Regions from separate parts of the Sus scrofa genome. Here regions 1, 2, 3 and 4 are each linked to region 5. A link is a contact called in public Hi-C data. All regions are on one chromosome and are shown on one strand. The core of a region is the stretch at or near the end of the contact, and the rest is flanking DNA. Distances in the headings are between cores, read along the strand shown.

What was found. A called contact is a pair of places that touch in the nucleus more often than the background predicts.
Region 1: a contact with region 5 is called in a Hi-C map of embryonic fibroblasts, with 4 times the contacts expected there. A contact is called at or near these places in 3 of 5 promoter capture datasets (fetal liver, fetal skeletal muscle and liver), 19 of 47 Hi-C or Micro-C datasets (alveolar macrophages, brain, embryonic fibroblasts and 12 more) and 1 of 2 datasets of targeted methods (skeletal muscle).
Region 2: a contact with region 5 is called in a Hi-C map of liver, with 6 times the contacts expected there. A contact is called at or near these places in 3 of 5 promoter capture datasets (fetal liver, fetal skeletal muscle and skeletal muscle), 3 of 47 Hi-C or Micro-C datasets (adipocytes, liver and skeletal muscle) and 1 of 2 datasets of targeted methods (skeletal muscle).
Region 3: a Hi-C map of liver shows a contact between it and region 5, with 13 times the contacts expected there. A contact is called at or near these places in 1 of 5 promoter capture datasets (liver), 10 of 47 Hi-C or Micro-C datasets (embryonic fibroblasts, fetal liver, fetal skeletal muscle and 5 more) and 1 of 2 datasets of targeted methods (skeletal muscle).
Region 4: a contact with region 5 is called in a Hi-C map of embryonic fibroblasts, with 3 times the contacts expected there. A contact is called at or near these places in 2 of 5 promoter capture datasets (fetal liver and liver), 13 of 47 Hi-C or Micro-C datasets (alveolar macrophages, embryonic fibroblasts, fetal liver and 8 more) and 1 of 2 datasets of targeted methods (skeletal muscle).

The regions. Positions count from the first base shown.
Region 1 is chr5:12,070,794-12,073,493 of Sscrofa11.1, forward strand. The region is part of intron 2 of SYN3 (synapsin-3); the gene reads left to right. Among named protein-coding and RNA genes, the nearest start is that of MIR9790, 44 kb to the left of the region's middle.
Region 2 is chr5:12,461,413-12,464,263 of Sscrofa11.1, forward strand. The region is part of intron 7 of SYN3 (synapsin-3); the gene reads left to right. Among named protein-coding and RNA genes, the nearest start is that of FBXO7, 63 kb to the right of the region's middle.
Region 3 is chr5:12,395,140-12,397,839 of Sscrofa11.1, forward strand. The region is part of intron 6 of SYN3 (synapsin-3); the gene reads left to right. It overlaps LOC102167235 (a long non-coding RNA gene), which reads right to left. Exons shown (of 3, transcript XR_298408.3): 3 at 1-1,465. Among named protein-coding and RNA genes, the nearest start is that of FBXO7, 130 kb to the right of the region's middle.
Region 4 is chr5:12,370,546-12,373,245 of Sscrofa11.1, forward strand. The region is part of intron 6 of SYN3 (synapsin-3); the gene reads left to right. Among named protein-coding and RNA genes, the nearest start is that of TIMP3, 130 kb to the left of the region's middle.
Region 5 is chr5:12,241,304-12,244,093 of Sscrofa11.1, forward strand. It overlaps TIMP3 (metalloproteinase inhibitor 3), which reads right to left and starts at 1,296. Exons shown (of 5, transcript XM_003126073.6): 1 at 858-1,296. The coding sequence starts at 978. The region is part of intron 6 of SYN3 (synapsin-3); the gene reads left to right.

The sequences.
Region 1 (2,700 bases), core at 123-2,622, 170 kb before region 5:
AACAGAGACTGTATCAATCTCCCCTCCCCAAGCCTAGTAGGGTGCCTAGTCCTTACGGGGCTCAGTAAATAGTGGTTAAATGAGGGAGTGAATAAATGATGTGATTGTGACCAGACACCTGCCCATACAAGTCTTCCTTATTGCTATCAGAAACCAGTGGGGAGACCTCAGCACATCCTGTGGCCTGGGACCCTAGTCTGACCAACCTTACCTTCACAGATCCCTGTGCAGGAATGAGGAGCCTTGTTACCCTCAGAGGGTGCCCCCCATTCTAACTCACTGGAGCCCCCCAGTTGCAAAGAGGTATGACAAGGCTGTTCTGTCATTGGTGGGCCCCATCTGGGAGTGGGAGGGGACCAGGAGTTTTAGTTATTCTTGGGAGTAAATAAATGGAGCTAGAATTGTATCTCTGAGTTGGCCCTGCTTTTGCCACACCTCCACCCATCCAACCTGGCATGTGCCCCTCCTCATCTTGCTAACTGGGAAAACCCTGAGGGTGTCCACCTTCAGAGTTCTCCTATGGGGTCTGTCATCCATCTCCCCCAGCTCTGTCCAGGCTGCAAATGTGCAACGGACATGTTGCAGTTGCATCAGAAACATGAAAATCTGTTTCTAGAGCTGGATCCCTGCCTCCCTGCCCCCCGCTACCCCCCCAACAGGCAGGGCTCTGCCTGAGACAGAACTTTCCTGACCCCTCTTCCCTGGTAAGGGCATCGCCAAGGCCTAGCCACACTGACTCTCCATCCCAGACGGATTTATTAGAAAGACGCTGCTTGGACACAGGTGGATCCTGTTTGTGCTAATTTTCCTCTTCCTTCTGCCCCTGCTACAGCCATGAAAGAGCTCGGTATCTCTCCCCATAAATCTTGCTCACACACCACATCCCGCCTCCCCAAACCAGGGATTTCCCACCCCAGGCAGCACTGGTTTTATAATATTCTCCTTCCTGGTGCCTCTGATGTGGCAGTAAAATATGAGACCACCCACAGAGATGGAAGCTTTATAGAATCAAGAGCTCCCCCCCACCCCTTCCCAAGGCCAAGGACTTGACTGATTGGCCTGCGTATTCAGGGAGCTCATTATGAGGATAACATATTAGGGCATTAGGAAGAGGCCTGCATGAGGGAAACAGAGCCCTCAGGCACAGTGGGGTCATCCATTTTGCCTGAGGTCAAATAGCCAGGCAATTATAGAGGCAGCAACCCCAGCCCCCAAGGCATCTAGAATTCCAGACCATCCCTACCCTTCCCTCTGCCAGACAGAACTGTTCAGAGGCTGCTCAAGCCTGAATGAGCCCCAGGCAAGGAGGCAGCAGTCTGTGTGGCCTGTCAGGAGACAGACTTCTGACTCCCGGCCAGGCAGGGGGATGGACCGCCTGACCCTCAGCTTCAGCCTGAGTCCGTCTGGCAGGCCCTGCAGTAAACATTCCAGAGATGGGCAAGTGTTTCTTGCCCAAACAAGTGTTTTTCCTGGGAAGGTGAGGCCCATGGAGGCCAGAGCTGCTTGGGTGGTATTGGTGTAGGGCAGCATGTTCTGGGTTCCCAGCTAGGATCACGTTAAGGGCTGCTGGTTGTGCATGTTGGACCCTGAATGGTGACCCCACTTTGTGATGGGTGTGGATTTGTGTGTTACAACAGTGTACCAGTAGATGGCAGTAGAGCACCTGGAGCAGGGGATGCCCCATGGCCTCTCCCTGGAAACATTATTCATTTACCCAGTCAGCAAACATTCCTTAGACATGTGCCTGTGCCCTGGCACGTTGTGCCGGATACTGGGGATTCAGTGAGCACTGAGACACGGTTTCGGGTTTCCAGGAGCTCACAGACTAGGTTTGTGGGGGCAGGGGACAGCAAACAACATGTGATTCCAACACGGAGTGGTATGTGTTATAGGGTTGTTAAGCAAAGCCCCCATGGGAGCTCAGAGGAGGAATACGAACCCAGCCTTGTTAGGGGGGTGCTTTCAAGGAAACAGAAAGAGGTAACCAAGCAGAGGAGACAGCAGCACATGCAAAGACTCAGAATCCTACAAGCACAGGAGTCACAGGAAGTTGAGTGTGCTCATGAGGTGAACAGAAAACAGGAGAAGACATGGGCCATAGGTCAGCAGGGTCCAGATTATGAAGGACCTAGAGGGTCTGGACCGAATCCTAAAAATCTTAAAGCACAAGATCTGCCTCACCATTGCTGCTTAGGGGCTCTGTGTGACTTTGAGCTTGTGGGGACTGGTCCCAGCCCTACTGTTCCTAGGGGTTGACACTGGGGTCAATAGGAGGAGGGATATGATGGGTGCGCAGGCCTTCTATGCCAGTGCCACCTGTTTATCGTCAGCATCATCATCAATCACTTATTGCACTGATGGGACAGATCAACATGAGGTGTTCCATTCTGTAACCTCCATAAGGGTAAAGATTACATTTGGGGTCCCTGCACATGGCGCCCGGAGCCACAGAGTAAACACTCAGTGGTTCTTTGTTGTCATTGTCAATTCTGTTTCAGGCCCTGGGCTGTATACTTTGGAGCTTACTATGTGCCAGGAACCATTCTAAGTGCCTTGTACGTCGTGTCTCATTTAATCCTCATTTAACATCCATGTGGAATAATTACTGTGATTATCCCGGCTTTCCAGATGTGGAAGCTGAGGCACATGGATGCTGAGTGAGTTACCCAAGGTTGCACAGCGAGCGAGTGGTGATGCTGG
Region 2 (2,851 bases), core at 184-2,683, 220 kb after region 5:
CCCTCCACTTACTTGCTGGAGGACCTTGGACAAGTCCTTTGCTTCTCTGAGCCTCATCTGTGAGATGGGGAGGATAACATCTCCCTCTCAAGGTCACTGGGAGGATCAACTGAGTGGACATACATTGTCTTCAAGTCCCACATCCTGCATGAAGCTGTCTCGGATCTGCCCTATGTGGTCTCTGGGTTTCAGTAATTTTGAAAAATTCCCAGTCTTCCCACTTCCACTTAACTCCCCATTTCCCCCACCTCCTGGAGGAAGGGGAGGGGCCAATCTAAAACATCCTTCCTTCCTTCAGTCAATAGCTCTGTATTGAGCACCTACTGCATGCCAGGTACCATGCTGGCACTGGCTATAGAAATCATGGGCTAGTGGGAGAGGCACATGGGGTATCAATAAGCAAATACACAATTATAAACTTTCCTCAGCACTAAGCAGAAAGTCAGGTTGTTAACACAGAGAAAAATAGAGTAGAGCTGTCGGAGAAACTTCTGAGGTGGTGACATGTAAGCAAAGGTGTGAGGAATGGGAATAAGCCAGCTGTGCAGGAACAAGAGGGAAGAACCTTCCAGAGAGAACAGTGTGTGCAAAAGCCCAAAGGCAGGAGGAGCTGGGGTAGTGGAGGAAGTGCCAGGAGGCCAGTGCATGTCTCAGGCTGTGCAGAGCCCCCGAGAGGAGGCTGCAAAAGGGGCCGGGCAGACGTAGGACCCACCTCCTGAGGTCCCTTGTCTCAGGGATCAGGCTTGCACTGCCTCTCCCCCCTCCCTCAGAACAGTTGCCTTGTTAATTTTTTACAGTTTTATAGCTGTTTACAGAGACAGGGCTCATGTGGTTACATCACGGCTGGAAGCTCTTAAGGTTGTTTGTGAAGATTAAATATATGTAAGCAGTGTAGTACAGTTCCTGGCACATAGTTAGTGCACAATAAGAAATAGATATCTTGGGAGTTCCTATCATGGCTTAGTGACAACAAACCCAACTAGTATCCATGAGGACTCAGGTTCAATCCCCTGGTCAGGGATCTAGCATTGCCGTGAGCTGTGGTGTAGGTCACGTATGTGGCTCAGCCCCATGTCTCTGTGGCTGTGGCTACAGCTCCTATTTGACCACTAGCCTGGGAACCTGCATATGATGTGGGTGCTGCCATTGAAAGCAAAAAGAAAAAGAAAGAAATAGATATCTTGAAAGAATACATGTGAAAATATATGTAGAAAGCCCCATGCCAACATCCACGGCAAACTGTTACTTTTTGATTTTAAAAAAGACTTTGGGATTTAAATTCACCTCCTCTTCATCATCACAACAAAGAAAATTAGACTGGAATTCATCACCTAACCTGGGGAACCTTCCCGGGAACCAACCCCAGGGTGCATCAGGGTCCCTATGCTGCAAGCCTGACCTCCTGCACTGGCCTCTATTGCAATCATCCGTCCATGTGTCTCTCTCTCCCATGGACTATGAACTCCTCAGTGGCTGGAATTATGCCTTGACTCTCTGTTCAATACAGCATTTAGACAACATTTTAATTTATTTCAGATATGTTTAAGGACTAGTCCAAATCATCTTCTTACTCTCACTGATAACCCACATTTGAGCTAAGAGCATGGTCCTGATGAATCAATCTCAAATAGAATTTATATCATTTTAAAAAGCACAATGTGCCTATAATTTCCCTAAAGTAGGGACTGGTTTAAAGTACAAACAGGCTTCTTGAATATCCCACCCCCATGGGTTTCTCAGACCCACGTTTCACATGAGGAGCGGACTGGCTCTTCGCCAGGGATGTTGCACCAGAGGCTTGTATTATTCACTGCTGGGGGAGGATGTCAAAAGTAATAACATTAAGCCCACGATTCCCAGACCCTGCACCCAATGCCCTAGGGCAGCAGAGTATATTTTAATTTTTCTAAGGGAAACTCGGTAGTTCTCGGCATCGGTTAGACACCATGCAAATTACTAGCCGAGGTGGTTCACAGTTTCAACATTAGATCACAGCATGTTCCTTTCAGTGACGTCACATATTTGCAAAAGTGGGATTTTGATGATGGTTGTGCTAAAAGGCAATTACTATATGAAAATCAGCGTGAAACAGGAAACGCGGCCGAAGTTTCCACTATGATTCTTAGGTTTGGGAATTTGTACACATCCCACTTGTAAGTAATTGTAGTTATTTAAGAATGAAATAAAAATATGTTAATTGTGTATTTCAGTTACTAAGTTATTAGGACATAAATATTTATTAAGCTATTTAGTGCTAACTCCTTAACAAGTACCACTTGGTACTTGTTTTGGCCTTAGAATGCTGTGAAATCGCTCCTGAGACGGGCACCGTCAATTAAGAAAGCTTGGGAACTCCTGCATTAGGTTATCTGCAGCTCCCATTTACCTCTTTTAAGCTTTTGATGCCAAGCTCAGGAATTAATTCTGAGCTAAACTCTGTGAACATGGCCTGATGGTAATGATATAAGCACAGAACCTACATATAGTCCCGCCTTCAGAATCCAGGAGCTCCAAGACTGGGAAAATTTTACTGGGAGGGGAAAAAAGAGATTAGATTGTCTCCTTCACTCCCTCTAACTAGTTTCTTAACCAGTGTGTACCACTTTGGAATGAGCTGGATGTCTGCCTTCCTGTTATAAAAACAGAAAAATAAATATCCATTTGTGTGCCAGGGTTATGGTTTTATTATCTCGAACTAGGAGTGGCCTGAAAATCCAGCCGGCTCAACCAACTAATTATTACCAGAGAGAGAGACCACAGAGCAAGTGTTCTGAAAGTACAGTTATTATTTTTGGTAGACCTCCTCCTAGCTTTTAGCTGATTCGTAAATAATCTGGTTCGGTAAATTGCC
Region 3 (2,700 bases), core at 97-2,596, 150 kb after region 5:
GAAATAGATTCACAAGCCACGTTCAGCCCATGCACTGCCAAATCGAGACCTCTGCATAGGTACCTGCCAGGTTACTGGGTAATATGATTGTGCCTGGCCAGGGCTAAGTTTGAAATCCACACAAACTAGAGAAGACAATGACCATTCTGCTAAATGGACCTGGTGCAGAAAGGGAGCCTACGAGGGTAGAATGTTTCAAACGTCTTCATGGTCTTTGCTTGCCTCCTCCTCCCTGGCATCTGTCACTCCTTGGCCCCCGGGCATTCAAGTTTACCACCCCTGGCCCCCGAGCTCTCTCATTGCAGCTTGACACTGCCTTGCTTTTCATTTTGGGAGAAATTGTGCTCTAGATGGACTAAATAAACCGCTTCAGTAATTCCTGATTTTTACCCCAGGCACAGTCCCTTTGGGGTATGGGAAATGTTCCCTTGGCTATCATGACAGTCAGAAGGCTTGGATGGGTCACCAACTTGCTATGACTTGAACAAATGACTTCCCTTCTGAGCTGAAGGTTCTCTGTGCAAAGAGTCGGGTGGACGGGAATAACCTCTGCAGTGCCTTCTAACCTCTAGCAGAGGAACTATTAACCCTTGATTATGCAAGGACCATGCCCCACAGTGGCAAGAGGGAATTTCTGTTGACAGGTTCCAGGCCTGGGAGCCCAAGAAACAGACTTTGACCCTAACTCACATGGCAATGGCCTCCTGCAGGCATCTAGCCAACAGACCAGCCAAAGTTCTCCCATCCCTCTGTGAGGAGTAGTAAGCATATTTTACCTACAGTGTGGCACAGGCATCGACCATCAGAGGGCTACTGGATAGGTCCCTGGAGGTGCTAGATGGTGGGAATTCTAGGATGTTGGCCCAGGGAGAGGCCAGAGAAGCTGAGGTGGTGGGAAGGCACCCCACAAATGACTACCAATGGGAACGAAGGTATTTAACCATTGTAATAATGGGTACAGCCAGGCAGGTGTGTATCCATTGAATGTCAGCTCAGCCCTCATCAGAATACTGCCTATCCCATATACAACAAGGCAGACCCGGATGCTGGCAACAGAATGAAAAGCGAATCTGCCCCCAACCCCCAGCCCCTGGGGACCTCACGGCACCCACCTCCCCCTCACGAGCTTGCTTTACTCCAGGCCACCCCCGCCCGTGGACATTGGCAAAGAGCAGGCACCATTCCAAACCCTGACTTCATGCTGACCATCAAATCCCCAAACCAGGGAGGGAGCAATGATGTCATTGTCCCTGTGTTTCAGAAAAGCAATAATCAGACGCAGAAGAGGATCGACTTTCAAGGCAGAAGGCCAAACAGTTTATCTTGGCAAAGGCCTCTGAGGATTGCCTCATAGAAAGAAAGGGCTGGCATGTGCATGAACATCATTTGTTATGAGCTGGGAATCTGCAGTGTCCTTGGAGTCAGGAAAACCTCGGGGACCCTGTTGAGATGGAGGATGTCGAATCTGAAACAAATGAGTATTAGTGTCATCTCTTCCCGTCAGAACCCTCTCTTGGGGAGGGAGGGGGCACCTCAAAGCTCAAGGAGGAGCCTTTTTCCAGCAAAGCTATGCCACTCCACCCTGGACCCAAGTCCTCTCCCATTAATATAAAGATGTCACCAGTTAAATTGGAGTAAGTGCCACAAAGGCAGGAACTTTGCTCCCTGCTATATCCTGGCATCTGTACACAGTTGAAAGATCAATAAATATTTGCTGAATGGATGACTAGGAGGAGAGAGCATGGATTGGGGAGTAGCCTCCTGGATTCGAGGGATCCAGGGGCATATCCAGGTCTGCCAGTCGGGCTTGGCTGGGCAGGCTGGGGTGATGAGGTGCAGCCATTGATTGGTTGCATATTTAAAACCGTCAACCATACTTCTCCCGTGATTCACAATCTTGCCTTCATGCTTCTGCTAGCCTTTAATCTTACTTGTAACAGTTATCTGGTCAACCTTTGGTGGTAAACACTGTTGAAAAGGCCCCGTTTTGGGAAAATAGGTTCAGGGGGAACAAGTCTCCCTGACCCCTACTTCTGCTGGGCTCTAACCCAAGCTCCATCACATCAGTGACCTTAAGCATGACACCTCCCCTCTCTGGGCCTCCATTTCCCCTTCTACAAAAAACAAAAACAAAACAAACAAACAAAAAAACAAGATAAACAAGAAGTATCCAGTGTTCTGAACTTTCAGAAGGAATTGTCTAAGCTCCCTTGTAGAAACAGAAGTCCATAGAATCTCCCCTAAAAAAATGCAATTCTTCGCAGACACAGGGGAACATTTTTGCATCCAGTATCTTGAGGTCCACCTCCCGTGTAGCCTGGCAAGGGAGCCCAGGGTCAGAGCCTTTTGGACATACTGATCTGTAAGTTCCTCCCAGCTCTGACTTTCTGGGATATTAACTAAAGTGTGACTGTGAGAAAACGCATTCCAGCTGCTTTCCTCTGAGGGCCGTCCTTCCCCCCTGCCGCAGCCAGGCTCCCTCTCACCTGCCCCGAGGGAATGAAGGAGTTTGAACTTAACTAATAATGGCCCCAAATACAGCCCCTAGTTTCCTCCAGACCCAGACCTCAAGTCAATAAAGGTAGCCCTCACGGAAATGAGGTGGAAAGCAAAAGGAAATCCAGGCAACTCAGCCTAAAAGGAATTTCCTCTTCTCTGCTTCTCCTTCCAATTTGGTCTTTCAAGGTTTGACGAAGGTGG
Region 4 (2,700 bases), core at 171-2,670, 130 kb after region 5:
AAATGGTGAGTTCATTTTGGGGCATCCAAAGAAGGTGCTGAGAATGCAGCTATATACAGACATCTGTAGCTAAGGAAATATTAACGGGCTGTAGATAAGGTCTGGGAGTCATCAGCTAATTGGTAGTTGCTAAAACCATGAACATGAATATGAATTAAAAAGAAAAGAAGGCCTATGACAGAACCCTATGCAATTTGGACGTTTAAGAGCCAGTGGAGGGAGCAAGAATGATGAAAAGAAGCAGCTACAGAGGTAGGAAGGGAAAGCAGGGGGGTGCTACCTAGAAGCCAGTAGGCACCAATGTCATATGCTACAGAGATAGCCAATCAAATGAGAATTGCCAAAAGGACTATAGAATTTGCAAATGATCTCACAAGTGACCTTGTGCAGAGCAGTTTCCTGAGACTGGTAGATAAGGGGGGAAGGAACAATTGACAGATTTATAACAAAATTTAGTATGACTTCTCGTTTTTCACTATTCATGAAATAAAGAAAATCATCCTTCGTCAAACTACATTTCCTAACTTGAGGTACGGGAAAATGCAGTTGCTTTTGGAAAATGCAAGAGGTAATGTGGCTGTAGAGTATTCGGCAAGCCACTTCCTTCCCTTCTTGGGGCCTCAGTTTCCTCACCTATAGATGAAGATATTGGAAGAGACAGACTCTAAGTTTTCTCCCTGATTCAAAATTCTATTCTCTGCCATTCCAGATGCTCTTTAGAGATCCTGGTGTTGATGGGGAAGTTGAAATAGGACTCGGGTGTGCTGAAAAAGAAGCCCCCCACCCCTCTTTAACCACTGCAGTTCCCCTTGTGGTCTCTTCCCTCTCAGTCTTGTTTTCTCCCCAGTCCTCCAAGACGGCTATTGGAGCCAGTGATGAGAAACACATGTTTCTGGGCAGCTCTGGTGTTGCGCAATGCTGCCAAGGGGAGGGCAAAAAAGAAAGAAAAAAAAGAAAGGAAGGAAAGAAAAGAGCTTTGGTATTCTCAGCTTCCACAGACAATTCCCCCATTGATGTGCTGTGAGTCACGGCGGGCCGCCAGACCATCGTGGTTTCTGAATCACTTCCTCCAAGAGAGGCTCTCCACTTGTTCCTGGGCTGGCTTTGGTCAGGGCTGGAATGCAAGGAGGTTGGGCCCTTCAGAGTGCCTCTGCCTGCTTTCCTCTTTGCTGGAGCTCCAGCCACAGAATGGAGAGGCCTGGATGCAAGGAGACAAAGAGGCAGGTTGAACCTGCTTGTTGCAACTAGTGGACCCCTCCTTACAGAACTAAAACCATGGCCCCTCCCTGGTCAGAGTTGAAAGTGAGGTGAAAATCCAGTTTAAAGGCCGCAGTTTTCTCCAGTGCACACCGGACTCAGCCGATCTAGGTTTTCCGTCTTCTCCACCTTGATTCCCTGGCTGATGTGGGCAGGGCTGACAGCTTTTGGACAGACGTAGATGTAAAGTGGATCCTGGCCAGTCCTCCAGTGACTCACATGAAGGTATCTCAGACTGCATCTCCTGGTCGCCCATCTTGCAATTTCTGCCTTTGAAGATGAGGATGTGAATGGCCTGGGGTGCCCTCAACACAGTGGTACTCAAGTCAGAGTCTGTTTTAATTTCTTGCTTAGAATAGGCTTCACTCATTGGACAAAGAGTTTAATCCCAACTCTGGGCCACATTTTGTGTAGGCACTAGGGATTCCAAGAGGAAATGGATGTGGCCCCAGCCATACAAAAGAGAAAGACTAGGGAAGTCAGTGATGCAAATTCAGTGTGGCAGGTGCTCAGACGGGAGTGACCCAGAGGAGATCTTCAGACAGACTTGGGACAGAGGAACTCAGGGAGGGCACAAGAAAGGTTTGTTGGATTGAATAAGGCAACATTTAGCGCCATCTTCCTTAGTCCATCCACCAACACCCTCTCCCTTCAGCCCCTGGTCCCAGGACTTTCTAAGTCAGTACCTCGACTGAACCCTGGAGATGAGACCCACTCGCAGCCCCTAAAGTAGATGAAGTGGTCTCTCCCCTCCATGCCAACAGAAGGCGCTGTTTCCCAGACACCCCAGCAGTTGGGACTGTTTTAGAATGCCGCCACCTTGTGGGCACAGCGAGCCTTGCCCGTTTCACAACGAGTGCCTCTGGGGAACTTAGAGACGATTGGCCTGGAAGCAATTCTTCAAAGAACAGGGTCAGGCATGGCTACTTACCTGATTGCAGTTACAGGTGAAGGGTAAAAGGAGCACATTTTAGGCACTTCCCCTGTCCACATCAGCTGACTGAAGTCTCACCTTCAGAAGGTGGATTTGGATGAAAATCTTCTTTAGAGCAAGCATCATATCTTAACTTTCTCTATATCTCTCCTAGCTTCTACTGGAAGGTCAGGCAGGTAATAGGTGCTCAGCATGTAGATATTAAACAGAATCAATTACTGTAGATAATCAGCCAGAATGATAGCAAGGGCCCTCTCTGTCTTGTGTCCATGTGTATCTAGCACCTAGCATAGTGCCTGGCCAAGCAAATACAGGTTGAACAAGTGAATGAAATGAAATAAAACACTTAAATCTAAAGTTCTAGAAACAGGAACATTGTTTGCTGGAGGAGAATATAGAGTTTGTCTTGTATTGTCTAGTAGAGCCTCCTTTTTCTTGAGAACATCCCCAGAAATGTAAAATGACTACCTAAGGTCGTTCAGCGGGAACCTGTGGGCATGTAGACTGCG
Region 5 (2,790 bases), core at 46-2,545:
TGATTTGAAAGAGTCACCATGATGTGACCCCTGGCATCTTTGTTCTCTTGGTGACAAATCCGTTTTCCATTGCTGTGTCCCCCTCCCCACACACATTCAAGGAAAAAAAAAATAACCTTCCTGTGAATTCTCACAGCTATATGATAAGTGATCCCTCACACACGCCACCTTCTGCTTGCTATCAACACTCTCAAACACAGTTTCTCTGGGGAGGGTCAACCCCAAGGCTTTCTTCTCATTTTTCTCCTTAAATCTACCCAAACTGGTCAGGCCAAGAAGCTCAGTTAGCACTTGCCTAGGGAGTGTGAGGCTCGGTTGGGTCTCATTGAAAAGAATTAAATTCATGGGTGCAGGAGATGAGGCAAACTCAGAAAACTTCAAGTTTCTCCTGCAACTTTCCCTGTACAAGTCTGGCGACTTTTCTTTTTTCTTTTTTCTTTTTCTTTTCTTTTTTTTTCTTTTTTTTTTTTTTTCTTTTTTTAAAGATTCACCGTCGCAGCGTTTTAGTTGGCATTCCAAGTTTTAGAAACACTCTCCCCACCTTGCTCCCCCAGCCCATCCTCCCAAGAGAAAAAGGAAATTTTCCAGATGTCAAAAGGACTATTAGGGACCTCACGCCCTAAAAGAGCATAGTTACAAGGGGTTCACTCTGGTCCAGTGGATTTCTCTGCAGGGCATCTCCCCCCTCGGTCAAGCCAGAGCCCCCGCCGCAGGAACCTGAGTATCTCCAACCCGCCCGAGCCTAGGCAGAGAAAAGGAGAGGGGTTCGCCATGCCACCCAGAGCAACACCCAAGTCTGGCTGCAGCGCGCGAGCGAGAACCGCGGGGGCTCCTGCGGGGACACCCGGAGCGCTTACCGATGTCAGAGTTGCAGAAGGCGTCCTGGGGGTGACTGGGCGAGCATGTGCACGCCTCGGCGCCCCAGTCCCCCAGACTCCAGCTGCCCAGGAGCACGACAAGCCCGAGCCAGGGAGTCATTGCCGCTGCCGCTGCCGGGCTGCTTTCGCCTCTCCAAAGTTGCGGTACACGCCGCTGGCGGGGTCGCTGCAGCCTGAGCTCGCCCGCCCGGCCGTGTGGAGCAACTTTGGCTTCGGGTACGCCGCCCTCCGAGTGCCCAGCGGGACGGGCTGGGGTGAGGCGAGGTTGCCTCGGCGCTGGCACACGATTCGGCGAGTGGGCAGTCACTCTGGGCGAAGAAGCGGGAGCTGTAGCAAGAGCTGGAGAAGCCCGAGGAGCAGGAGGAGAAGAAGCTGTCCCAGCGCCCGCCTGCTGCCCGCTCTGCGCCGCAGCCCGGCGGCCGGGTGATATAGAGCGCGTCCCCCCGGCACGCCCCTCTCCGGAGCGCGGGGCCCGCCCCCTCCGACCAATGGCAGAGGCGCATTACCTCATCGGCCCTCCAAAAAGGGGGCGGGGCTGGGGGCTCGGGGCGACGGGGCGGGGCCGCCCCCGGACAGTTCAGATCCTTATAGGGAATAATGCTGCTATGGGCACGCGAGTGGGTGGGCTGGACGTGCCTCTGATACGCGCTTGCAGAGAGGCCGTCAGAGCGGCGCCCCCGTCCGCTTCTTGCCTGCACCCTCGCCTCTTGCCCACCCTGCCCTCTGGGAGCCTCTGACCCAAACCAGAATCAACTGCCATCCACTCCAGCACCAACCCCTCTGGCAGGTTAGAGGTGGCCCTGGCCCTGGAGATTTTGTGGCTGGTGGAAAGGATAGCTGATGGCTCTCTACCTTCTCTGGAGAGTGCAGACTCTGGGGAAAGAACTAGGTTGATGACCTATCACCACACACCCCCGCTACACCCCTTACCTCCATCCCTGACTTTCCTGCATGGAAGGGAGCCATCTGCTTTTTGGAGCTAACAGTAATAAAAGATTGTTTCCTGGGTTCAGACAGAGTAAATTGTGAAGTCATTCAACAAACATTGTTCTGGATGCTGGCATGAGCAAAAGAAACTACTCCTATGGAACTGCAGGCTATATACATCAGTAAATACATAGGGTGATTTTCTAAGGTGCCATGAAGAAAATAAAACAGAATAATGAGCTAGAAAGGACTAGGAAGGGCGCTGCTGTCTATGGGATAATAAGAAGAAGTCTGGCTGAGGAGGTGACATCCTGGCTGAGATGAGAATGAAAGCCTCAGCCATGTGGCAGTCTTGGTGGAGAGAACATCAAGTGCAAAAGCCCTGAGCTTATTTAAAAAAAAAAAAAAAAAAAAAAAAAAAAAAAAAAAACAGTTAAATAGAAAGGGCAGGAGAAAGGAGTAACCCCATCTAGGGCAGACAGGTTTCCATCCTTTAGCAAAGAATTTGGGGTGAACTGACCCCAAACTGGGATAAAAGTAGATCATGGAGAACTATTAGCTGTAATGGATAACTGCTAATAACTAATACTATGACCGTTTTTATTATTCGGTAACACATTGATCCCGCCTTATATTTTTCACACCTCACCTCATTACATCTCACAATAATCCTTTTAGATAGGAAAAGCACAAAGTATTATTCACACTTTCCAGATGAGGAAACTGGCACAGTAAAGTGACGTGACTTGGCAACCATCCAGGAACTCGATTCACCGCTGCCACCTTAAGAGGGGCATTTATTTTCTTGGACCTTAGCAGCAGTTAGCTCTAACTACCCAAATGCCCCTTTGCATCTGGAGTTTTCTTTCTACTCTGTCTCTCTCCCTTTCTCTCCCAACTCATCCCTTTTGGAAAGAGGCTTAAATGATTTGGTTATAGAAATGCTCAAAGTTTGGAACAAAATGAGGACTGGGACTATTGCTCA